3 separate regions of the Mus musculus genome follow, and all the other regions are linked to region 2. Evidence: chromatin contacts called from public HiChIP or PLAC-seq and Micro-C data. All regions are on one chromosome and are shown on one strand. The core of a region is the stretch at or near the end of the contact, and the rest is flanking DNA. Distances in the headings are between cores, read along the strand shown.

Evidence for each region. A called contact is a pair of places that touch in the nucleus more often than the background predicts. HiChIP or PLAC-seq counts read pairs in DNA pulled down with a chosen protein or histone mark.
Region 1: an H3K27ac HiChIP or PLAC-seq map of embryonic fibroblasts shows a contact between it and region 2, with 19 read pairs. The contact joins two enhancer-like sites. A contact is called at or near these places in 9 of 484 Hi-C or Micro-C datasets (the F1.1 cell line, bone marrow-derived macrophages, embryonic fibroblasts and 4 more), 3 of 115 datasets of contacts at active chromatin or transcription factors (embryonic fibroblasts, pancreatic cancer cells and regulatory T cells) and 1 of 9 other capture datasets (bone marrow-derived macrophages).
Region 3: a Micro-C map of muscle stem cells shows a contact between it and region 2, with 2.8 times the contacts expected there. The contact joins two enhancer-like sites. A contact is called at or near these places in 5 of 484 Hi-C or Micro-C datasets (bone marrow-derived macrophages, erythroblasts, muscle stem cells and 1 more), 2 of 115 datasets of contacts at active chromatin or transcription factors (hepatocytes and pancreatic cancer cells) and 1 of 9 other capture datasets (bone marrow-derived macrophages).

What each region holds. Positions count from the first base shown.
Region 1 is chr5:90,680,414-90,683,739 of GRCm38.p6, forward strand. No RefSeq gene overlaps it. Among named protein-coding and RNA genes, the nearest start is that of Gm36084, 33 kb to the right of the region's middle. Within about 2 kb of position 1,653, at least 34 of the 459 cell types and tissues checked have an H3K27ac peak or open chromatin away from gene starts, as enhancers often do. A contact at or near this core is called in bone marrow-derived macrophages, embryonic fibroblasts and pancreatic cancer cells, where this site is marked.
Region 2 is chr5:90,875,227-90,878,779 of GRCm38.p6, forward strand. No RefSeq gene overlaps it. Among named protein-coding and RNA genes, the nearest start is that of Cxcl1, 14 kb to the right of the region's middle. Within about 2 kb of position 1,530, at least 126 of the 459 cell types and tissues checked have an H3K27ac peak or open chromatin away from gene starts, as enhancers often do. A contact at or near this core is called in bone marrow-derived macrophages, embryonic fibroblasts, muscle stem cells and 1 more, where this site is marked.
Region 3 is chr5:90,704,674-90,708,249 of GRCm38.p6, forward strand. No RefSeq gene overlaps it. Among named protein-coding and RNA genes, the nearest start is that of Gm36084, 8.5 kb to the right of the region's middle. Within about 2 kb of position 1,903, at least 45 of the 459 cell types and tissues checked have an H3K27ac peak or open chromatin away from gene starts, as enhancers often do. A contact at or near this core is called in muscle stem cells and pancreatic cancer cells, where this site is marked.

The DNA.
Region 1 (3,326 bases), core at 403-2,902, 190 kb before region 2:
GTGTATCAAGTCAGTAAGGAGATGGATTCATGTGCTGCTTCCCCTGGGCATTGCAACATTAGATTAAGAAAACAAAACAAAACAAAACAAAACAAAACAAAACAAAAAACCCAAAAATCCAAAACCAAACCAAACAAACAAAAAGACCTTACAAGGTGAGGAGGGTCATCTGGAGTGGCTCTGTCTAAGAATGATCTCTTCTTGCCTGCTTGTGATATTTATCCTGGGGAGAGTGGGAAGAGCTGGGTAACATGAAGAAGAGCCCCCAGCACTGGCAGGAGTAACACATGTCAGCAATAGTGATGAACCTGAAAAGACTGAGGAGGTGGCTGAAGAGCTTCTGGTAATGATGAGGGGCAGGCGCCGTGGGAGAGATGAGGCACAGGAGACAATGGAAGACAGTGGAAATACGCACAAAGCAGAAGCCACGAAGAGTTGAAGATGTGGGATAGCACTGGGTTGTTCTCCATGGGCCGAAGATGCCTTAATAAAGGTCCACCCTAGCTGCCGTAAGGAACGTAGGTTTTGATACCCAAGGCTTGGGAAGTATGATATTAACTGTATGGCTGCACAGAGTGCACATAGCGGCTGGTAAATGGCGAGGATTATACTAGCTTAGAGGTGTGGGCTAGTCCCAACCAGAACCTAGAGCAAAACGACCTTAACCTGAGCACCTCAGTCATAAGTCTTTGTTCTCTCAAACTTGGAGCCTAAAACCTCTGGTTCTCAGGGCTTTCAACTAAACCCCTCTGAACCCGTTAGTCTAACCAGTAAACCTGTAGAATTTAAGGGCTCAAGCCTGTCAACACTAGAAAAACACTTCTTCCTGCTTATTCATAATCACAGAGTAAAGGACAGCTAATTATACACATTAATATATTTGTGTTTAGCTAACAGAAAGGACAAAAGTTATAATTCATTGTATCTTTCAATAACAAACTGAATCTCCACTGGAGCATAAAGGTATGCATTTTAATAACCGGGTTTTTATATTCTAAGAGAAACAAGCTTGCAAATATATCCAGATGCCTTAGAATAGACTGATACTTTAAGAAGTTCCATATGACTGGATCTTGTCATGTAGTAGACCATGTAGTAGAATATTATGGAGAACATTTAAACTCCTAGCTTACTCTTAGATTTTTATCCGCAAGCGATTCTAAGATGCAAAAGAAAACACAAACTTGTGTTGTTTGGAGTCATACCAAGCCATTTTTAGAGCAGTGGTTCTCAACTTGTTAGTCGCTACCCCTTTGGGGGGGGTGTCAAATGGTCCTTTCACAGGGGTCACATATCTTGAATATGTGATATATGCATTATGGTTCACATAGTATCAAACTTACAGTTATAAAGTAGCAACAAAATAATTTTATGGTTGGGGGTCACCCCAACATGAGAAACTGTAATAAAGGCCACAGCATTAGGAAAGGTGAGAGCCATGGAACTAGTGGACCATGGATAAAAGCATGTAGTTTTCTTTTAAAACCAGGCAATTTCTTCAACACATAGACAGAGATCCTCGTATTTATTCCTTACTTCTAGCACCTAATATTCAGAGGGTACTAAATTATTCTGCGTAGTGGAGATATGTGTTGCAATGAATCAGGCATATAGCCAAGTAGTTTAAGGCAGAGCCTTGTGACTCATGCTACGATACTGGCACCAATTTTGCTGACAGCATCTGTGGGAAATGCTCATATAACTGAATATAGACACAACACAATCCACTTGAGGGTAAGCAAACACAGTTACAGGTTCTCGGGAGGAGAGATGCAAAAGTACTCTGAGGTCACCTTACACAAGTCATTGTTTGAAACTGTTTTTAACATGGCTACCGTGTTCATCTCTGTGTCAGGTTCCCAAGCAATACGACTTGTTCTTAATAAGCAAAACGCATCTCCATTCAAAGTCTGGCTTTGTTGGTGACTTCTTTTTAGTGGACTCTGTCACATTCATATGTTAAAATTTGAAATGCTGTTGTTTTGCAGCTCTCCCTATGTAATGTTTGATGGTATGAAATCCATGGGATCTGATTATTCTACAGAAAGTGAAGACATGCCCACCCCAGGAGTGTTTGTGTACATTTGGTACAGAACTACATGACACCTTGTTGGGAGACTTAATTGAACAACCAACAAAAACTAAATGTTATAAACTCAACTGTGCAGTGATATAGCTGTGCAGTGAGCAGGCACATTATTTTCACAATGATCAAGACATAAGTGGTAGACATCTTGAAGAAATCAAGAATGGAAGTGAGTTCAGGGAATCCACTTTGGACTAAAATTTCATGAATGTGCTTTCAGAGAATCCAACTGTGACTCACATTTTTCTTTAGAAGAAAAATTCATGGTCAATAACTTTTTTTCTTCTTAAATTTTTTAATTAATACTTCAAGAACTCGAATGCTATTATAGCAATCTACTGTGAATAAAGAGGCATGGATGGAAGTCATTTGACATCCTTGTCCCACACTGCAACTGTCAACAGCATTGCCATCTTGGAGAATATCTGCCCCTTCGTATTTGATGGAGAACTTGGATTATCTCTATTCTCTACAAGCACACGATCTAAGTCCCTCCTTAATATTACACATATTTTGTATTACTCTTTAATATCCAGGAATGAAATACAGAAGCAGTATGATCTGTATGTGTGCTTAATTTTGTGAAAGTCAATATAATACCTTAACTGTTCTACAGGGAGTGTGCAATGCAAAGGGGAGTAAAACAACTTACAGCTAAATAATATACATCTTGCTACATGAACTTCAGTATTGCTATACTGCAAAACATGGTGAATCAGCTAGAAACCTTTAACTGAGTGCACAAGACTTTAGTTCTTGAGAAGGTAGGCGGTTCAGCCGCCATTTCACACAGGAAGTTCAAAATGACAGATGAGAAGTCTGAGTGTGGATACGCCAAATAAAGAGCTGAGGTGAGTGATAACAGGCCAGGCTGGTTTACAGATGACAAAAGGAGGGATGCAAACACAGTTAAGTAAGTGTGCACTTCTTTGACAGCTTTATTTACTGTGTCTTTGTAAAATGCTTATCTTAATCTTGATGGCTTTATTACTTCATTTGGGAAGAAATAAAATGTTGGCAGAGTGAGCACATTGGCATGAGATATGATATGGGGGAGATATGAGGCATAGACAGTCTACGTGTTGGGGGATGTAGTGTGGCCAGGAGACATCTCCTGCATCCAGGGAGCTAAGGTGCGGTTCAGTTATCTGGAGCCGGGCTCTGACAGAAAGTTTAATTCAAAGAAAGGGGCAAGGGAAAGACTGAGTTGATAGACCGTGGAGACCAAGCAAGGCTGGAG
Region 2 (3,553 bases), core at 280-2,779:
CTTTATGTTTCTGTGTTTAAGTGAAACATTTCTCCTTCTTGCCCCATTGTGCTAAGCCAAGCCCCCACCTCACCATTGGTCCTATCAGTTAGAAATCCTGTAATGAATCTAACCTCCCCCGGTTTCTCCATTATCTATCCTTTCCTGTCAAGTGAAACTGGTGAATGTAAACCTCACCGTGCCTTCCCCTGACTTTAACCTTGAGGACATGCTCGCGTGCCAGAACCTCAGGATCCAGCTGATGCTCCTGAACCTCATAACATTTCATTTTCCCTACCTTTTCACGTCTACCTTTTCCAGAATCTTCTATGGAACTCTTCTCTCATCCTCCTCCTTCAACTTTAGCCTTGCACTTTGTTGCTTATGAATCTTTGTTCATACTGCTCCCTCTATATGGTATAGACCAGTGGTTCTCAGTCTTAATGCTATGACTCTAAATACAGTTCCCCGTGTTGTAGTGACACCAACCATAAAATTATTTACATTGCTACTTCATAACTGTAATTTTGCTACTGCTATGAATAGTGATATAAGTATGTGTTTTCTAATGGTTGTAGGCGATTACTGTGAAAGGGTTGTTTGGTCCCCCGAAAGGGTCATAACTCACAAGTTGAGAACCCCTGAGGTGGACCTTTCACTTCTGGGTGTGATAGAACCCATACATCTACTAGTATCCTGAAAGAGAAACTGCCTACTTTCTGAGAATCCCTTTTCTCATTCCCCCTGTGTTCCCTCATACGGGTAAAGAGCAAGTTCCATTCTTCCCAGCCTACGAGGCCCTGCTCAGACTACTATTCTACTCTTATAAGACTACTTGGAGTTTCTCTCTTTAACAACAAGAGCTGAAAGTGAATCCCATTCCTCTAGAATTATAAAGAAGATCTGAGAAAACTACGCTGAACAGTCTTTCATTGTCACTCTGGCTCAGCAGCCAAGAGTTCCTTCTCTTGGTTCAGCTCTAACCTCAACATGCCTAGCCCGTGAGTCACAGATTCCTGAAGGCATACTTAATGGACACAGCGAGGAAGCTCTGTCCACACATGGGATTTCCCAAGGATTTAAAAATCTCCCTTTAAAATACCCTTTCCCAAGCATTTCCATCACAGATGCCTCTATCTGTGAAACAGGGCACTGCTACTCTGCAGATAAACCAGGATAATTCCCAGGAGAAGCTGCCTCAAGGAGCTACAAAAGAAGGCACGGGGGATATTTAAGATATTCAGCCCACAAACTTAATAAACTCAAACTCAACCTGCACATTTTAATAGAGCAGACTTTAGGCTGTTTCAGGCAAAGGCATAAAAGATATTTAGCTCCTAAACATGCCAGATCCATACTGAACATACAAAAGTTTTTGTAGAGCTGACTGGTTTGGGCAAGGATTAAAAAGACAGATGGAAATTTCTATGACTGGATCAAGATTCCAGATTAGTGCCAAGAAAAAAAAAACTACCTCTTTTAGCATAAGCTATTGGAAAGCATTAGTTAAGCGCACTGTGGTGACATAGTTCTGATTCACTACTCTGACCTTCATCGCAGTTACTAGTTACTAGGGTCGGTTCCTAATCTAAACATGAGGGTGAACAGTTTTACAGAATTTAAGCAACCACGTTCAATCAAGCAGATCAGAACTTCAAGACAGTAATAGGTGCATGACCACAAAGAAGCTCAACCCCTTGGCAGGGCAAGCTTTTGCCAAAGCTATGGAAAGGGTCCCAGGAATGTATGTCATTTAGTTTTAAAAAATATGCTGACGTCCTATGTTTCAATGAAGCTGATTAGAACTGTGTTCTCTTCCTTTTACCGCCACTTCCTCTCTTGGCTCTTCTGGTGTTGTGTGACGCTGGTACAGCTGTAAGCACTTTTGAACTCCAGCTAAGGAGTCAAATTTAGCATATGTTTAGTGATATTTATTGGTTCACGGTCACATTCTGGATGTCTCTAGTGTATTAGCCTTCCTAGTGAGAATACCTTTTGTAAATGCCTTTTTGTTCACTATACATATATTTTCAGCTTCCTGATGCAGAAGTCAGACTGTGTCTGAATCATCCAGGCTAGCATGGCACAGCTGTGGAGAAATAAGGTCAAAGTGCAGATAGCTAGAAGATAGTCTTCCTATTAGTAGGGTGTAGAGTTGTATGCAGATAGGTAAGCCTGTTTCAGTCCTACACTAAAGGAATCATCTCAAAATGTGTTCAATATAATCAATGTCTTCAATTGTTCATCTTCATGCATTTTTTGGTATGTGTTTGGAATGATCATGCTTGACTGGAATTGGAGCATGTTACATAGAATCTACCAAGACTTCACTGTTTGTAGATCATGCACCTGTAAGACAGAAAACTCTGTATATGAAGTTGTGTTCTAGTGTCATCTCTGTTACTGTGATAAAACACTGACCAATAGCAATGTAGGGTAGAAAAGGCATTATTTCAGCTTAAAGGTGATAGGGTTCATCACTGAGAGGAGTGAGGGTACAGACTTAAGCAGAAAATTTAAGCAGGAACTCAAACATCTTTCACCTCTAGACAGGATGGAAACAAAACAAAGCAACAATAGCAACAACAAAACAATGGCTAAATAATAAAGAGACACTATTTTCAATGCAGTTTATATTCCTGCTATTTTCTCAACTTTCTAAATTTGTAATGTGTTATTTTGTTGTTTAAGATAAATGTTTCTTTCTGTGCTCAGTTTTAAACTGAAATTTGCATTCTTCCTTTTAGGATGATCCCAAAGGGCATTATGCCCTTTGGGCTTCATGAAACTTCTCTCTGTCAAACTTTTAAAACATTTTGCAGTTTTAAACTTCTGAAAAGTTTCATGCACACATTAATCCACTGTAAACTCCTCTATGTACCATGAATGATCTTTGTTCCTCACATGGACTCAAAGGACAGTGTGGCCTGGACGTGAAGGGTGGCCTGGTCCCAACTGGCTCTGATCCCTTCTCTATATCTCTGTGTGACCTTGATGTTGACTCTTTATTTCCATGCCCTAATGTGCAAAAACAAACAGGAGAAGAAATTCAGAGAAGAAGAACAAGGAGTCAAGGATAATTGGAAAGACTTAACTCAGTGTTTAACCAATATAGTAATAACAGTTAACATAACAACTCAATTAATAAGCTATAATCAAAGTGCCACAGAAATTTGGACACATTTTTACACTTAAAAAAATAATGATTTTTGGTACTCTTAGATCTACTTAAAGTATTATTCTTAAACCATTAACGAGGTTTCTACTGTGGTCTATCTTATATTAAAAAGAATTGAAATAAGTTGAAAGTAGTTTTTATTTATTTATTTATTTACTTATTTATTTATTTATTTATTTATTTATTGGGTTTTTTTTTTTTCAAGATAGGGTTTCTCTGTAGCCCTGGCTGTCCTGGAACTCACTTTGTAGACCAGGCTGGCCTCGAACTCAGAAATCCACCTGCCTCTGCCTTCCAAGTGCTGGGATTAAAGGCATGCACCACCACCACCTGGCTGAAAGTAGTTTTATAAAAGACAAAATTTGAAGAATGACCTGACACAGTTGTCCATGATCA
Region 3 (3,576 bases), core at 653-3,152, 170 kb before region 2:
CATTAATGGAGATTTAATAAATATTAACTCAGTAGATGGATGCCAAATGCCCAATGGCAAGTTAATGCCAGAATGCCCTCTCCCGATACAAAGAACAAAAGCCCTGCTATGACTATATTCTAGGGACATTCACGGCTTTCTTTTATGCTTCTGTAGTATGGGAAACTAATCTTGTGTGATCAGATCACCAAAACTTCAAAGATGGAGTTTTGTCACTTTTCAGAGAAATGATTCATTTTGATATTATATAATTTTGTTCAATTGTCAATATAAAATATTTGTATGTTTATATACAGCTTTTTCTTGGTCTCTGAGCTCCAACCAGGGTGGAATGGCAATGCTAATGAGAGTGGTGTGGGGCTGATACCCAGGCTGGTTCACTTTTTGTTACAGAGACAAGCTACTGCTCCAGAAAGTTCCCTTGCTGTTTTTGACGACTGTCATATGTTTAATAAAAGGCTAGAATTCAAGAAAGAGCCACCAGAGGGATTCTAGGTAAGTCGTCTCCTGCTATTTCAACTGGAAAAGAAAAACTGTACCATCTTATCTTTGTAGGTGGTAGGGTTTATAGATAAAAACTAAACAAAGTCTCTGTGATCTTATCCATGTTTGTCTCCGGTGGCATGAGTATTTTAAAATCACCTTTGAGTTGTTGGTCATTCAAGAGGCAAGTCCCTCTTAGCATCATGCTTTAGTTTTTCTTATGAAGTAATCTTCAAGTTTTAAGACATTTGTGTCTTGGCTAGTCAAGGGATAAAACCACTTAAAATTGGGTAGCTGTAATAAAGGTAGGCAGTATTCATTAAAACTTATGGGTAAGTGTGCTATGGTAGTTGTATGGCTCTTTTTTTAATACTGGGAAGAAAATTTAGCTCCTAATGTGAAAGATCACTTAAATCACTAGAAATTTCTTTTATTAGGGTTCTTCAAAACCATGGGGCCAGAATGAATCCTTTTATTTGTGCATACTGTAAAAATTACTAAAAATCACTACTATGTGGTTTTAAAAGATTAATTTTATTTGTAATTATGTATGTGTGTATGTTTATTTGTCTGGGTATATGCACATGTGAGTGTAGGTACCCACAAAACTGAGAAAAGAGTATCAGATCCCTTGGAGCTGGCGTCTTAGGTGGTTGGGAGCCACCTGACATGGGTGCTGGGAACTGAACTTGGGTCCTCAGAAAGAGCAGTATATCTGCTTAACCACGAAGCCCATTGTCTGGTCCTTAATATACAATTACTAGCACATTTACAAGACCATTTTAATACATAATAGTTCAACATGTGAAGATGAAGTTAGACCACTTGAGAGAAACAGGACTTGGTTTTTTGGCTTCATGCTTAAGAGGATTGAACAATCGTTTTCCTAGATTTGGTAGCTTAGAGTGGGAAGTAGATGTGACTAGCAGTGTAACTAATAGACTAGATTTTTTTTTTCCATAAGAAGCTTGTATTAGGTTACATTCAAAGGGGGGTTTTGCTGTCTATGACATTGCTTATTTTTGTTTTTCTTCAACATTCTATTCTGCCTTCCTTGTGTTCTACAGCTCTACCAAACACAATGGTAATGAAAAGATGCTTTATCAAAATGCTGAGATAAAGTTCACAGAGCTCCCTTCCCCTCCTCTCTCTTCTTCCTCACTCTTCTTGGTGACCCCTGATTGCTAATGAGAAACCTTTAGGGAGGTGGAAATTGCCTTTAGGCAAGCAAGGCCTTATAATTGCTCTCCTTGAGACATCTTCAATGGAAAATTCACTGAAGGAAAGGGGACTTAGAAGGGAGATTTCTCAAATCCTTGGGAAATTCCACTTGCGGTCAAAGAGTTCACCCCGTGACTCCTGGGTTATGACAGCAAATGATATTTCACAGGACTTGGTACTGATTCATGCTGCAGGAATCTGAGACGGGATTGGAGCCTTTGGAAGAAAGCTAACCATCAATAGTTTCTGGGCTAGAGAACTCAGGAGGGAACTCTTCTCTTCAGGACACTTACATTTATTATTTATTTACCTAGTGCAGCTCCAGGCATAGCACCCAAGACCTCAGATATGCTATGCCAGCACCCTCCAGCTGAACGACTCCCCCAGACACTGGAGAGCCTTGTATGCACTTATGTGAGGACTTTGGGAATGAACTGAGACCCTGCTACACAGCTGTTGCTATCCAGAAGGCAGGGAGAGCCACCACATATCATTTATGAAGGAGTACATGGGGGTAAAGCAGAGACTCGTCTGCCCCAGGACATTGATCATCAGTTCACTTAAGGCCTTGCTAGAAGGGCTGACTCTGGAGGGCTCTAGACCTCTGTAACAGATTGTAGGAACAGAGCCCAGTGACTGGACTGTGTCCCATGCACCTGCCAGCTGCTTCTGATGCACATTAGAGCCCAAAGTGATCCTGGGCTTGAGGGATGGTTTGCAGACCTTAGACTACCGGAGCCAGGTGGAAAAAGTTGAGCAGTGCTGAGAAAGGCGTGTGTCTCGGGACATTTTAAAAAGAATCAGTATTGAGTATTAAAAGAAGGGAAGAAGTGTCTCTCAGAAAGAATGTGCACACATTGGCAAGGCAAAGGGAGGAAGAGAGGACGGGGAGAGCTTGCAGAGATTAAAAAGGTCTATGTGGAGAAGGATGTTTGATTGAGCAAGGAACATAAGTGATGTTCTGAAGACCATGGCAATGATTAGAACAAAGGCTAAAGCTAAGAGAAGACCAAGATGGAGCTGCAGCTCAGGAAGGTCTCTTGACAGAAGTAGTGGCTAGGAAGGGGGAAGAAGCTGGAGTCTGGATCAGTCAGAATGCAGGGAAAGCTTTAGCACAGTGGCACTATGCTGATGAAGATCCCCTCCAGATAAGGAGACATTATGAAAAATGACTAATAATCACAGAAGTTAATAATCACAGAAGTTAAAAAACCATAAATAAGAAATATTAGATAATAACAAATACTGCTTGGAGTAGGAATACAGTATGCCAAAGACATACATCATTGCATGCCTGATATCCCAATCTCAATATGTAAACTAAATACACTATTCTGGAAAGAATATGTCAACCAGTTTCTCTAGGAAGTGAGGTCACAGATACACAGAGATGACTTCCCGCTGCTCTTGCAGAGGACCTGAGTTCAGGTGCCGGGAACCATGTTGGACAGCTCACAACTGCCTATAACTACAGCTTCAGAGGACTGGATATCTACTTCTGCCCTCCATAGGCATCCTTACACACGTATATTACACATCTGAACATGTGCACACACACTTCTGCACACGACTAAACATAAAAAATGGAGACTTCTTCAAAAGCAACAATGACAGGACATGTGTAAGGTCGCTGAGTCTGCCATGTTAGGTGGACACTCTTCTGGCAAAACTGCACTTGTGTCTGACTCCCAGGCTCCATCAGAAGCCAGGCTCCTCTGTCCTGATTCAGACTTTGATGATGTGGTTGTACAGATGCACTGTCAGCTTGAAGGCATTGGAACAAAGTAGTGATGGATACCAGGATGGCTGCACTAGCTCTGGGTCTGCCTTTTACTACAAACTATTGCTCTGCCATATAACACATCAGTACAT